Regions from separate parts of the Mus musculus genome. Here all the other regions are linked to region 5. The links are chromatin contacts, called in public HiChIP or PLAC-seq and promoter capture Hi-C maps. All regions are on one chromosome and are shown on one strand. Each heading gives the region's core, a stretch centred on a gene start, on an enhancer-like site or on the middle of the called end of the contact. The rest is flanking DNA. Distances are from core to core; before and after follow the strand shown. Region 1 has its middle 15 kb from the start of Gm39850. Region 2 has its middle 40 kb from the start of Gm39850. Region 3 has its middle 77 kb from the start of Gm39850. Region 4 overlaps Ola1 (Obg-like ATPase 1). Region 5 holds the start of Map3k20 (mitogen-activated protein kinase kinase kinase 20).

Evidence for each region. Promoter capture Hi-C pulls out the DNA fragments that hold promoters and counts their contacts. HiChIP or PLAC-seq counts read pairs in DNA pulled down with a chosen protein or histone mark.
Region 1: an H3K27ac HiChIP or PLAC-seq map of the NIH/3T3 cell line shows a contact between it and region 5, with 4 times the contacts expected there. The contact joins the enhancer-like site here to the promoter of Map3k20 in region 5. A contact is called at or near these places in 1 of 484 Hi-C or Micro-C datasets (pancreatic cancer cells) and 7 of 115 datasets of contacts at active chromatin or transcription factors (the 230-238 cell line, the NIH/3T3 cell line, craniofacial prominence and 4 more).
Region 2: a promoter capture Hi-C map of embryonic stem cells shows a contact between it and region 5, with 3 times the contacts expected there. The contact joins the enhancer-like site here to the promoter of Map3k20 in region 5. A contact is called at or near these places in 1 of 39 promoter capture datasets (embryonic stem cells) and 7 of 115 datasets of contacts at active chromatin or transcription factors (the 230-238 cell line, bone marrow-derived macrophages, craniofacial prominence and 4 more).
Region 3: an H3K4me3 HiChIP or PLAC-seq map of stem cell-derived neural progenitor cells shows a contact between it and region 5, with 2.5 times the contacts expected there. The contact joins the enhancer-like site here to the promoter of Map3k20 in region 5. A contact is called at or near these places in 2 of 39 promoter capture datasets (embryonic stem cells and hippocampal neurons), 11 of 115 datasets of contacts at active chromatin or transcription factors (embryonic basal ganglia, embryonic limb bud, embryonic stem cells and 4 more) and 2 of 9 other capture datasets (adipose tissue and embryonic stem cells).
Region 4: an H3K4me3 HiChIP or PLAC-seq map of bone marrow-derived macrophages shows a contact between it and region 5, with 5 times the contacts expected there. The contact joins the enhancer-like site here to the promoter of Map3k20 in region 5. A contact is called at or near these places in 1 of 39 promoter capture datasets (embryonic stem cells) and 8 of 115 datasets of contacts at active chromatin or transcription factors (the 230-238 cell line, bone marrow-derived macrophages, embryonic basal ganglia and 5 more).

What each region holds. Positions count from the first base shown.
Region 1 is chr2:73,022,634-73,025,333 of GRCm38.p6, forward strand. No RefSeq gene overlaps it. Among named protein-coding and RNA genes, the nearest start is that of Gm39850, 15 kb to the left of the region's middle. Within about 2 kb of position 1,343, at least 114 of the 459 cell types and tissues checked have an H3K27ac peak or open chromatin away from gene starts, as enhancers often do. A contact at or near this core is called in the NIH/3T3 cell line, embryonic stem cells, extraembryonic endoderm stem cells and 1 more, where this site is marked.
Region 2 is chr2:73,047,569-73,050,268 of GRCm38.p6, forward strand. No RefSeq gene overlaps it. Among named protein-coding and RNA genes, the nearest start is that of Gm39850, 40 kb to the left of the region's middle. Within about 2 kb of position 1,338, at least 114 of the 459 cell types and tissues checked have an H3K27ac peak or open chromatin away from gene starts, as enhancers often do. A contact at or near this core is called in bone marrow-derived macrophages, craniofacial prominence and embryonic stem cells, where this site is marked.
Region 3 is chr2:73,084,833-73,087,532 of GRCm38.p6, forward strand. No RefSeq gene overlaps it. Among named protein-coding and RNA genes, the nearest start is that of Gm39850, 77 kb to the left of the region's middle. Within about 2 kb of position 1,264, at least 48 of the 459 cell types and tissues checked have an H3K27ac peak or open chromatin away from gene starts, as enhancers often do. A contact at or near this core is called in embryonic basal ganglia, epiblast stem cells and stem cell-derived neural progenitor cells, where this site is marked.
Region 4 is chr2:73,159,553-73,162,252 of GRCm38.p6, forward strand. The region is part of intron 4 of Ola1 (Obg-like ATPase 1); the gene reads right to left. Among named protein-coding and RNA genes, the nearest start is that of Ola1, 54 kb to the right of the region's middle. Within about 2 kb of position 1,444, at least 77 of the 459 cell types and tissues checked have an H3K27ac peak or open chromatin away from gene starts, as enhancers often do. A contact at or near this core is called in the 230-238 cell line, bone marrow-derived macrophages and pro-B cells, where this site is marked.
Region 5 is chr2:72,284,387-72,287,086 of GRCm38.p6, forward strand. It overlaps Map3k20 (mitogen-activated protein kinase kinase kinase 20), which reads left to right and starts at 1,251. Exons shown (of 20, transcript NM_023057.5): 1 at 1,251-1,469.

The DNA.
Region 1 (2,700 bases), core at 93-2,592, 740 kb after region 5:
AAAGAAAGAAAACAAACCCAGTCTAACAATGAATCAAATCTCTTAACCAGCATCTACTAAAGACAAAATATAGATGACAAATAACCATAAGAAAAGCTGTCCCACAAATGCCAAGAGCAAAATGCAAAGATAGACAGTAGACAGCAGAGTGTAGTGACTATGCTTTTAATCCCAGTACTCAGGAGGCAGAGGCAGGCAGATCTCTGAGTTCAAGGTCAGCCTGGTCCACAGAGTGAGTTCTAGGACAGCCAGAACTAAATATTGAGACCCTGTCAATAAAACAAACAGAGCCAATGAGAAGGAATGGAGGAGAAAACAAAGATATCCACACATTTATTCAAACAGGCAAATCCAGAACATCAAATGAGAGAGGAATAGCTGGAGGGCTCATTCCTTGCTTGTAGGGAATACAAAATGACACAAACACCTTGGAAGGCAAGAGCAAACATTTTCCCACACACCCTACCAGTTTATTTTCATGTATACCCAAAGGATCTGAAAATCTGGGTCCATACTGAACCTTCACGCATATTGACAGTGGTCTTAGTTATAATTGTCTAAACTGGAAGCCAACTGTGATGTTTTGTACTTCATTCAGTAGGAGCCTTACCTGCGTGTTAGCAAGTGAAAGAGGTGAATTTGAAAAGCCTACATTGTGTATGAGTCCAACTGTATGATGTTCTGGAAAAGGACAAACTACGAAATAGTTATAGATAGGTGGATGGATGGATGGATGGATAGATAGATAGATAGATAGATAGATAGATAGATAGATAGATAGGTAGGTAGGTAGGTAGGTAGATAGATAGATAGATAGATAGATAGATAGATAGATAGATAGATAGATAGATAGATAATTCCTACTGCGTAAGTAAGAGATGAATGATGCAGAACACACTTTGGAGGCAGTGAAAATGATTTTTACAAGGCTGTGATAATGGGTTTGTATTTATTGTCAAATCCTCAGAGTGCACAGTGTCAAGACTGGGTCCTCATGTAAACTTAGGGTGCCCATGACCCATCAATGCAGCTTCCTTAGTTGTGATAAACATCACCAGGGAAGGGTTTTGACAGTGGAGGAGGTTCTGTCTGGGTGGGAGCACACAGTAAAGCTCTGTGCTTCCCTGTTTAATGTGCTGGGGCCCAACAATTACTCTAATAAAGTCTTTAAGGCGGAATTTAGGGACGCAATGCAACTTAGAGGCTTCTCATTTGAACCACTCACAGACACAGTAAACAGTGCACTGGATACAAACCACAGAAAAACCAAACCAAGGGCACTGACTGGTTCCTGTAATTAAAAACGTAGAGGTAGCCCAGCCCTGGGGCGGAGCCTGTGACTCAGCACTCTTCTCTTGATCAGCTTCTTTCAGCCACTCCACTCTGCTAAACACTGCCTTGACCCCACCCTCCTGCTGCCTCGATCACAGGCTTTATGTGTTTGCCAGAAACCTTCAAGCCACAGGCTTCATCACTAGGTACTGTCTCTACTCTACATTCCAAGCGAGTGTTATTAGACTTACCCTGATTAGAGTCTATCTCAGGATTTTTTTTTCTAGTGTTGGACATCCAACCTGTAAAAAATCAGTTCTATTCTCAAAATATACCCAGAATTGAACCACTTCTCCACTGCTACTTGCCATTGTCAATTACCAACATCCCTCATCTGGATGACTGGAGTCACCCCTAAGCAGTCCCTTGGCTTCAGTGTTTTGCTAGAGTGGACGCTTGAGAGAGCATGTGATGTTTGGAAAGGGTATAGATTTAACCCAACAGTAGACTATGCTGTGTAGTATTGGTTTGCCTTGCCTTTCTTTCTTTCTTTCTTTCTTTCCTTCCTACTTTCTTCTTTCTTTCTTTCTTTCTTTCTTTCTTTCTTTCTTTCTTTCTTTCTTTCTTTCTTTCTCTCTCTCTCTCTCTCTCTCTCTTCCTTCCTTCCTTCCTTCCTTTCCTTCCTTCCTTCCTTCCTTCCTTCCTTCTTTCTTTCTTTCTCTCTTTCTTTCTTTTCTTTCTTTCTCTCTCTTTCTTTCTTTCTTTGATTTTTTTATTCTTTTTTTATTAGATATTTTCTTTATTTACATTTCAAATGCTATCCTGAAAGTTCCCTATACCCTTTCCCCACCCTGCTTCCTTACCCACCCACTCCCACTTCTTGGCCCTGGCGTTTCCCTGTACTGGGGCGTATAAAGTTTGCAATACCAAGGGGCCTCTCTTCCCAATGATGGCCGACTAGGTCATCTTCTGCTACATATGCAGCTAGAGACACGAGCTCTGGGGGTACTGGTTAGTTCATATTGTTGTTCCACCTATAGGGTTGCAGATACCTTCAGCTCCTTGGGTGCTTTCTCTAGCTTCTCCATTTGCCATTCTTTTCTTGCTATCATTTGTCATGACTTCATAGACAGAAATGCACCAAAGAACTTCTAGTGGTATCCTGGTATGTTCTTGTAGCCCCCATGGCTGTTGGCAGAGCCTTGCAGTTTCTTCTAGATGGAACTGCCATCTCTAATTTGTGAACAATGTTTGTGAGTAGATTGAGCTACTACTGCTAATTCCTGTGAAGTGAACTGCTGATATCCTGACAACTCAGATGGGATTCGCTCCAAAGAACTAAACAGGTCCACCTCCTCCTTTGCCCTATTAACTTTTCCGTTTCACTGCCACTGGTGGGCTAGGAAGGAGGCTAAGGCACTTAAGTAC
Region 2 (2,700 bases), core at 88-2,587, 760 kb after region 5:
AGATCGCCAGTTGCCAAGATCTGCAGGCTCCACGTGGAAGCCAGCCCAGCAGAACATTCCCAGCATCCCCACACCTTCCTGCGGCCAGCATCTTAGGGTCCCCCGGGATATCTTCCCAAGAGCACAGCTTTCCGGTGTCGCTGCCACCAACGCCCATCAAGCGAGGACCAGAGCCAAAGACTAAGTGGGTCATTAAAGGGGACCATCCCCCTTAATGTGATTGATCCTCAGGAACAAGTTTCCACACAGACACAAGACGGAGACCTACCCAGCTATGGAAAGGAGCCCAAGAACTCAGCTGTCCACCCTAAGCTCTCTCTCTCTCTCTCTCTCTCTCTCTGTCTCTGTCTCTGTCTCTCTCTCTGTCTCTCTCTCTCTCTCTCTCTCTCTCTCTCTCTCCCCCTCCCATTCCCCCACCTCCACCCCCAGGGAGCAGGGGCTCACTAGCATTGCTAGTTCTGGGCCAGGGACTCCAGGGGCATGTTTCAGCCTGAATACAGTAAAGGGGACAAAGTTTAGGTTCTGTATCTTCTACAGAAATGCAACTCTTTAGATGGTCATTTCCAACATGGGAGGAGGGGGGACGTCGGGACCATGACAAGCTGAACACATGGTCCACTTTCAGAGGGAAATGGAAAAGTATGCCTGTGAACACCTGTCCCGCTGCAGAGAAGGTCACACACAGGGCTGGTCCTCTTCTGGGCTGATACAAGATCTCTGTGAATTAGAGGCTAGCTTTGTCTGGGAGGCTATTTTCCAGCCAACCAAGACTATATAGCAAGACCTTATCTCATAAAATAAAATAAAATAAAATAAAATAAAATAAAATAAAAATCTTCAGAAAAATAAGTAACTAGAAGCTAGTAGCTAAGCTAAGCGAACAAGAAACATTCCTGCTTTTGTTTCTCTCTGCTGGTCACAATCTTTTTTTTTTTTTAATATTTATTTATTTGTAGTTACACTGTAGCTGTCTTCAGATACTCCAGAATAGGGAGTCAGATCTCATTACGGATGGTTGTGAACCACCATGTGGTTGCTGGGATTTGAACTCAGGGCCTTCGGAAGAGCAGTCAGTGCTCTTAACCGCTGAGCCATCTCTCCAGCCCCGCTGGTCACAATCTTGACTCTGTGTTTTCACCTTGACTTCCTGCTACGATGGACTGTAACCTGGACTTATGATCTAAAAACAAACCCTTTCTCCCCTAAGTTGATTTTGTCAGGAAATTTGTTACCAAGAGAAACAAATCCAGAACAGATGGACGGTCCTTCCCATTGTTCAGGGACCACGCTCAGCAGGGAATTCTAAGGAACACGACTTCCCAGCTCTGCAGCACCAACCACAAACTGTGCTTCCTCCAGAGAAACCACGGGGGTCTACACCTACCGAGTGCATTTGCTCTCCGGTGCCCGGCCCCTGCCCCCTCCTCTGGCCTGGTAGAAGTCCAGGAACAGAACCAACTTCCCAAGTTTTGTTTTGTTTTGTTTTGTTTTTATTTCCCAGATTTCATGGTTTCTTGCCTGGACCTTGAAAATCCAGGAGGTTTGAGTTTCATGCCAAAGCTCGCTGCCCGGGCCCTGGCTGTTCTGGGTCTGACTTTGTGGATTACTGGGAGGGGCCTGGGAGGGGCTTGGAGACTGTAGCTGAAGCTTAGGATAGGGTGATGATGGGAGTGTGAAGGCAGCCTCTTGGTTAATACTGCAATCTGATTGCTCAAGGAGCCAGAGACAAAGCAGACACGTGCAATATGGAAACCTTTTTTGGATCCTAATTTAAACCAACTGTGAGGAGATATTTTGAGATGATCAGGAAATTTAAAATTGGGACAGTATATTAAAAATATTTTGAGATCATTAAGTTGTGTGTGTATGATAACGCTATTAGGATTGTGCAAGACAAAGGCTTTTGAAAGGCATATGTGCAGGGTTGGAGGTGACTCAGTGGTTTAAGCATGTGCTGCTCTCCCAGAGGACCAGATTTTGGGTTCCAAAATACGCATTAAGTGTCCCGTAACCACTTGTAACTCCTGATCCAGGAGACCTGACACCTTCTAGCCTTCCTGGGTGCCTGTATGTGTTCACATGCACACACATACCAAGAAATACACACATATATGTATACTTTTAAAATAAAATGTTTTTTAAAAGAGTGTGTGTGAAAATATTTGACGATGAACTACAATGTCTGAAGTCTGTTTTTAAACGTTTCAGGAATTAACAACAAGAGATAAAGCGAGAAGTCCGTGGTGGCGGCCGGACTATCTGATGAGAGAAGGCTCTTTTGCAGCCGTCTCTCCGCGTTTATGTACCATGAAAATGTTTTCCTCATAGAGTTTCGACTACAGTCTCATAGAGAACTACACACCTGTCTCTGAGCTTCTGTGGTAACTGAATTCTGCACTTGGGTTTACACCACTGAGTGGCAACCGAGTAAGGTTGCCTCTATTACTGTCACACCCCAAGACCTCTGCACTGTCCCATCAGTGTGCTGACTGCCATCTCCACTGACTTACTCAACAGACCGTCCTCCAGGAACAGCCAGATGCTCACCTTCTGCCAGTGCAGATGGAGGCTGGAGGCTGTTTTTCCACAGAGAAGGGTTCTTGCTAGAAGTATTAAAGCCACACCTGGCACACACGTCTTCTGTCCTCCCTCCCTGGTCTCTCACTTCCACTCTAGTTTGGTCTGTGGCTTAGTCAGAAG
Region 3 (2,700 bases), core at 14-2,513, 800 kb after region 5:
CCAGGGAAAAACGGAGAAACCCTATCCCAAAAAACAAAACAAATGGACAAAAATATCTTATTGTATTTTATGTGTACGGGTTTTTGCCAGGGTGTATATGTCTGTGTACTACTTGTATGCCTAAGGACTTCAGGGGCCGGAAGAGGGCGTTGTATCCCTTGGAACTGGAGTAATGGTTGGTTGTGAGCTGACATGTGGGTGCTGGAAATTGAACAAGGGTCCTCTGGAAGAACAGCCAGTGCTCTTAACTGCTGAGTCAACTCTTCAGCCCTAAACCCTTTCTTGAGCTGTCAAGGCAACCAGAAAAAGTAACTAGCTCAGGTGGATCTGTGTCTGGGTTTGATTGTAAGTCTTTCCTGCATCAATACCATACTGCCACGAACCATAAGCTTTACTGTAAGTCTTAAAAGGAAACAGCCAGTCTGGGGAATGTATTTCTGATGAGATGTGGAGGTCAAATGTGGCTGAGGGCGCAAGTTAAAGTCCTTTGGAGGGAAGGTAAAGCCCTGGCCTTACAGTCTCATATGACGGAGCTACTGAGCACTGGGAATGCACCCAGCATGGTGTGCAGTGTGGGGTGGGATTTGAAGGGCTTAGCACAGTAGCCCTTATCGGAAATACTTAGGACCACAGGTGTTTCAGATTACAGAGTTTCTCAGAGTTCGGAATATTTGCATAGACCTCACTTGATTGAACATATCTAACCCTTAAATCCCAAATGGTTCAAATCCAAATGCCTTTCACATCAGTGCTCAAAACATTTTGGATTAGGGGTGCTTACATTGTGTGAAAGGAAAACATCTAAAACATATTAGTGATTTTAAGGTTGGTCACACATTGAAATAACAGCTTGGGCATCCTTGGTTAAATAAGAGACATTATAAAGATGAATTTTGTTTCTTTAAAAATGTGGCTAGTAGCCAGGTATGGTGGAATACACCTGTAATTCCTGCACCTGTGGTTGTCAAAGACAGGAGGATTCCCAAGTTTGAAGCTAGCCTGGTCCTTAGAGTGAGTTTCAAGCCAGGCCGGGCTACACAGTGAGATCATGTCTCAAAATCCAAAATAATCAGAGCCAAAGTGGCTGTTAGAAACAGACACCAGCCCCCACTACTTCTTTTGGATAGTCAGCTGCAGTTCTGGCCTTTGGCAGCCGGCTTCCTGCTCCCTCCTCCTTCCTGTCTCTCTTCTGCACCACGACCAGCCCGCTCTGGGCTAGGAGCACAAGGCATAACAGCAGATGGGGCAGTGTGCCAGCCGACCTTTTAAAATCTACATCACAATGCATGGCTTGTTTGAAAACTAAGGGCTTTCCACTTAAGCCAGAGTGAGATCCAAAGTCCTGAATCACGTGGAGGTCCTCCTCAGTACACCCTAGCCAGCCACCCGCAGCTGCTGTTCCACAGGGCACCCGGCTCTTGTCAGAGCCTCTGCATTTGCTGTTGTGTGTCTGCCTGGTTGCTCCTGCCATTTTTTTAATTTCAATATTATTAATTTATGGTTTTAATATTATTTTAGTAAAGCACCTACATTTTTGCACTGACAGCTGCATCCTTTCTCTCTTCAGGTCTTGGCTTACACACATGCAGGTATGTCCTCAGACATACATTGCTTTCAAATGGGCCCTTCAGTGAGAAAGTCACCTGATAATATGTATGAGATGGTCTCATTTATGCAAAAATATATGTAGAATTATTCATACATGTAAACTCACGGTTACTATTCAGGAGGACACATACCACATAGTTAACTGAAGTTTCCTCTGGGGTCCTTCTCCACACATTGGTCTGTGACTTCCCTCACAAAGCAATATGAATGAGCAATTTCTCCATGCCAGCTCATATAGATGTACTTTTATTCTTTTTAATGGCTTAAGGCACCCTTTTGTATGGGTGCATTATAATTCACTTTGCCATTTTCCTAAATTGATAGATATTTTAAATTGTTTCCAATTGTTTTTGCCGTTACAATTGAATCTTATTACAGCTGACCAGATTTCAATTCTTTGGACCCCAGAAAATAATTTCGTTTCTATGGGAAGCAGTCTTTTATCATAGCTTCTGAAATGACACATACAGTTAATTCAGTTGTGAAATGTGGCTGGCTTAAGTACTGGCAAGTTTTCACAGGCAGCTTGTATATTGTTGTGATCTTTACCATAACTAACATCTTTACAGTATTAAAGCACATGACTATTTCCTGAAGACCTAATATGTATAATAATGGATGGATAATAGCTCTACCAACTGTTTGAACAATGCAGTTTTCTTTTTAAAACTGAGGTATAACATTTATGATAAAGTGCACAAATGTTGATTAATTTTGTGTGTGTGTGTGTGTGTGTGTGTGTGTGTGTGTGTGTCTGAATGCAGGTGCCCAGGGAGATCAGAAGAGAGTGTCAGATTCCCAGGAGCTAGAGGACAGGCTGGAATGAGCAGCCTGATGTGGGTGCTGAGAATTGAACGTGGGTCTTCTCCAAGATCTGACCTCAGAGCCATCTTTCCAGAATGTGTGCTGTGAAGAAATAATGTTTGGGTATACACATATGTAATATACGTATGTTTAATATATACACACACATACCCGAGTAACAGTTTCACAGATAAAAATATTTAACATTTTCCATATTATTTGAGGAGCAGTTCCTTTGTTTTTTGTTTTCTTTTTTGGAAGATGGGATCTCTGGTGTCCAGGCTGACC
Region 4 (2,700 bases), core at 194-2,693, 880 kb after region 5:
ATCCTCCACGTCTTACTTAACCTTCTTGTCATTCAGACCATGTGCCTCCATTACAGCAAGGATCACAGGCACTGGCCAGGAACAGCAGCAACCCATGGATTCCTAGTATTTGAGAAGTGGAAACAGAAGGTATGAGTTTGAGGTTCTGACTGCTCTGTCAGAGGACCCAGGTTCAATTCTCGGCACCCACATGGCAGCTCACACCTGTCTGTAACTCCAGTGCCAGAGCTTCTGACACCTCACACAGACATACATGCAGGCAAAATGCCAATGCACATGAAATAAAAATAAATTATTTTATAAATGAAAGTTGAAATGAACAATGCTTAGTGACAAGAAGTTACTCTGAAGAATAGAAGATAAGCATTTGCTTCTCAGATAGAGGGAGATGATAGGAGTTATAGATAGATATCAGAGTTAAGCGTGGACTTCCTTGTCAGTCAGCAGGAAGTCAGCATGGCTCTTATGCCAGTGAGTGATGAGTCTGAAGAGCACTGTTAAAGACTAAGCAGGAATAGGAACTGCACTCCAAACACTGTAAGAATCTCAATGGATATTAAGAAGAGATGTAAAGTGACAGATACAGAAAACAACTTCATCTGGACATGAACAGTAATGGAGTCAGTGGAAGGCAGAAAGAAGAGAGATCACCATGAAGTTTCAAGCCAAAGGATTTTTATGTGAATTACTGTAAAGCCAATATATATAAATTTAAATGCTTAAACCAGGTACAAAGCCAAAGGTATTATATAACCAAAATGCATACGTGCAAGGACAGCAGTTCTCAACCTGTGGGTCACAACTCCTTTGGCAATCCTCAGTCTTCAAAACTATTTACAATTCATGGCAGTAGCAAAATTATAGTTCTGAAGTAGCAATGAAAATAATGTGACGGTTGGGGTCAGCACACCATGAGGAACTGTATGAAAGGGTGCAGCACTGGAAGGTTGAGAAGCAAAAAGATAAGAAACACCACACAGCATATAGTCCTATTAATTCAGCATCAAGACATTTGTACAGTGGACTGTTTCACTTTACATTCCAGGTTCTTTCAAAGTAATTAGCAAGTGTCCTAAAAAATCTACATTCTGATTCATTCCTAATAAAACCACTAGAAAGTTAGGAAGCCACACCTTGAAAGGTTAAGAAGACATATTACAAAAATGCTTTCATTTTTAAGTCAACATATAAAGTGGTGAGCTCATTATGGTCCTGTGGTCCCCTGCCTGCTTACCGTTTTCTCTGCTTTCATTTATTATTTGTATATGAGTGAGGGCACATAGATGCCACAGTACACATGTGGCAGTAAGGGAGAAATCTGTGGAGCAAGTCCTCTCTTTCCACCATCACATGCTACATTAGTTAATTTCCTATAGCTGTAAGGAAACACCACAACCACAGCAACCCACAGGAGGAAGGGGTTATTTGCTTACAGTTTCAGAAAGATGAGAGTTCGTTAACTTGCTAGCAGGGAAGTGTGGCAATAGGCAGGCATGATGACTAGAGCAGCAAGCTCAGAGCTCACATCTTAAACCACAGTCACAATGCAGAAAGAGTGACCCAGGAATGGCATCTGGCCTTTTAACTCTCAAAGCCTGCCTTTAGTGAGACACTTTCTCCAACAAGACCACACCTCTTAATCTTCCCCAAACTGCATTACCAACTTAGAACAAGTACTCAAATGTCAGGGACTATGGGGGACATTTCTCCTTTAAATTATCACACATGGGTTCTGGAGATCAAAGTTATGTTATCAGGCTTACCAACAAGTGATTTTACCCATTGAGCCATCTCACTGGCCATAGCTTTGTAACTGTTTTGATCAGTTTTAGGAATCAAACCCAGGGCCTCTGCATGCTGGGCAAGAGCCCCACTACTGTATTACTAGCCGTTCAGCTTAACTTTAATCTTGGGATCTTGAGCATACTAGGCAAGTATCTATCATTGAGCTACAGCGCCAGCCTTTTAAAGCAGATTTCTCATTAAATATAAAGTTGGAAATCAAGACAAGAATATAATATTTAAATTTTATCTTTTCAAAGTTCTAATCACATCTTCAAAATTCCATGTATGTCAAACCTCCATTTACAACTTCTTTATACTCTTCATTCTTTCTATCCTGGAACTCACTGCTGCCGAAGTTGGACTCAAACGCTTGCATTCCAGAAACACCCCCTCCTTAGCCTTCTGAGTAGCATAGTTAATAAATACTACAAGGCAGCGGCTTTTGTTCTTGTTTGATGGTACTAGGATCGAACCCAGAGAGACTCACATATTCCAAGAGGGCAAGTGCTTGGAGAGAGGTAAGCTTGCATGGGCAATTCTCTCACTATCTTTATGGCTTTATTCACAAACACTGGGAAATGCAAGGTACCATTTACTTTTCATAAATAACACAACAAAAGTGCTTCATTGAATAGAAGAGGAGAGGTAGTTGGGGGTAGGAGCAGTGAGCTATTTAGTGCATACTCTAAATGTTCTGACTTTAGAAGTGCAGTTTAAACCCCAGCTTAGAGGTCCACTGAAATTCTAGCCATGATCTATGAAAAAGACCTACCTTGACAAGAAAGCAGATTGTAATTCACAGCTAGACCTCAGAATTTGTAATTCTTAACTATGGATTATATAAAATAACTATTTTAAATTACAAAAGGAAAGACAAGCACTTTAATGTGTTCTGTTTACTTTTAAAAGTCCATT
Region 5 (2,700 bases), core at 1-2,500:
CAAAGTCAGGCTCTCTGATTCCTCAGCCAGAGTCAGGACACAATCGGATGTCTTTAAAGCTAAGGTGACTGCAGTCTCATGTTCATTTCGCGCTCAAGAGCCCAGCACCCTTTTTTTTTTTTTTTTTTTTGAGTAGATAGACAGCTTTTTTTTTTTTTTAAACAATTGTTTGATCACCTACAAAAGAATTTTTTTTAGCTGGATAGTTTTCATCAACCTTCTCAGTTACCAAAATGCAATTTATTAATCCAAAATCCTCAGTCTTTGTAATCACAGACCAGAAAGTGGTTTCTTTTTTCATTAGTGTATATTTACCCATCCTTTCCCATTCATATATTAAATATATATGAACGGTTTTCAAAATTTCTATTTCTCTTTGGGCTTCTTTTCTGATTTCCGTTTCTTGTTTCATCTCTGCCTGTTTTTCCTCTCCTGACTTCAAAACTCAGCAGGAAGCCAGTTTCCTCTCCACAGATTTCTATTTCTGTCAATGACACCATCGTTCTTCCAGTCACCCAGGTCTCAAATCTTGGCATCACCGCTTTCTTCTTTCCCAACCGAATGGGTCACAAATTTCTGTGGCCTCTTTCTGAAACATGTCTCTCAATTCCAATTTTCTTTTTAAAAACGATCCCAAACTGTACCCTCTAACTCTAGCCTTCACGATTCTATCTGTTACCTGGTAGTGACAATATCTACCACTTATCTTGTTTCCATCCCTAAGCAACTCTCTAAACCACTACTAAAATGGATGGGGAGGAAAGAGAATATGGCTTAACATCTTCAGGCTGGTAAGCCTCCTGCTCCAAATATAAAGCCATGCACTAAAATACGAATATCCATTTTGCACGATTTCAACTTTCCTTAACTCTCCACGTGTGTACACGTGAAATTCTAATTCAGAAACTGTGTTCCCTACTTTTGCAACCTCTCCTCTTTTTCCACTCCATCTACATCCTCCCCGATCAATTTCTTTTCTTCCCAAAGCCAGGTGACACGTTTTGTTCACACTTGTCATGGACTCTGTCTCCTCGATGGGAAATCGCGGGCACTTCATCTTAAAAGTCACCAACCAGAGCAGCAGGCCTTGACTCCTCCTCAAAATCTCCAAAGTACCTGTTGATGGTCCCACTGAGGCACCCGCGACCCTGACATTGCCTTCCCTGCTGTCCCCTTCCCAGCCAAGTGCATTCAGTCTCACGGGGGGTAAGGGGGGGGGGGCAGCAACCGGGCTCTCCGCGACCCCGAGCCCCGGCCTCCCTGCTGGGCACCGAGCCGGGCGTGCCCGGAGGCTGGCCGGCCGGCGGTTCCACGCTCGGAGGTAGGTGGTGCTGTTGCCGCGACGTCTTCCTCATTGGCGCCGCGCGGAGAGGCGGAATGTTCAACTCCTGACTCCGGCGGAAGCGTGGGAGCCGCGCGGGCCGCCGTCCCCGACCCCCGCCGCCGCTCGCGCCCGATCCGGGAGCCAGGTAAGGGCTGTGGGGGACGGGAGAGGCGGGAGGGAGCTCCGCTGGAGGACCGGCGGGACCGGGGCCTGCGGGGCCGGGGCAGCGCGGCTGCGGGAGGCCGGGGCTCGGCGGGCGGCTGTCCTTGGCTCGCCCCCGGTGCCCTGGAGACCCGTGGTCCCCGAGCCCGCAGACCCCGAGACCGCAGCCCCTGAGCCCTCAGTCCCTTGCCGCTGGGCCGAGGACGGCTTGGGCATGTCCGGGCCGGTCCAGCCGGGCACTCGGTGCCCGGAAGAGTCCGGCCTGGCACAGCTCGCGGCGATCCCGGGGAACCTGCGGCGGCTGCCCTTCCCGAGCACCCTCGCCTTCCGTGGGAGCACACGCGGGTGTCGCAGGCGCGGGGATCTACACCAGGGTGGGCACTGGGTGACCCGGGCCGCAGCCACGCCTCGCCCCGCGCGTGACAGATCTCGGGAAAAACTTTAATTCTAAACTGCCCAGATGACATTGGAACTGCCTGAAAAAAAACAACAATGGCACGTCATTGTTGGGTTGCTGAAAATGTATGTTTCTCATGCGCCTGGAGATCCTGCATAAGCACTGTTTATGGAGAACATAATTACTATTTTTGCTAGTTTCGTTAATAATGAAAGCACACCATTTGGTGGCCCGTTCCAGCGATTTCACAATAAGCAGCCTTCATTAATAATGCGTGTGAGAACCGTCTTCCAGAATGGATTGAGGACATCTGAGTTCGGATGGTTGTTAAAGTGAGTTCCTGTTTTACCCCTAAAGTGGTTGTAGCGAATCTTCTGGTCTTCTTGACTGTAGATGAAACCAACTGCCAGCATTTAGTGGATCCAAACCTACCAAAATATTTAACGATAAAAATAAACAAATGATTCAAGACCAGACTTCTTTGTCATCGGCCTGTCTCTACTCTGAAATTTCATTCTTTTTTTATCTTAAAAAAAAGTGACGGCTGCATTTTAATTATGGTTTTGATCATTTGTAGAGTCTTTGTTTTAGATTTCTGCTACAATAGTGAGAGATTTGGGAGATTGTAAATGAACATGAATTTAGCTTGTTTAGAAAGAGAGAATTAAGAGAGAAAAATGGTCTTTGGAGCACTGTTTATTTTAGTCTTTTACAATGTAATTTTGACAAAAATTTTGGGGGATTTTTTTTTAAACTGGAGAATGTGCAAGTCAGAAGTTTAAGTGGGAAACATTTTGTTGTCTTAGAAAGCAAGTAG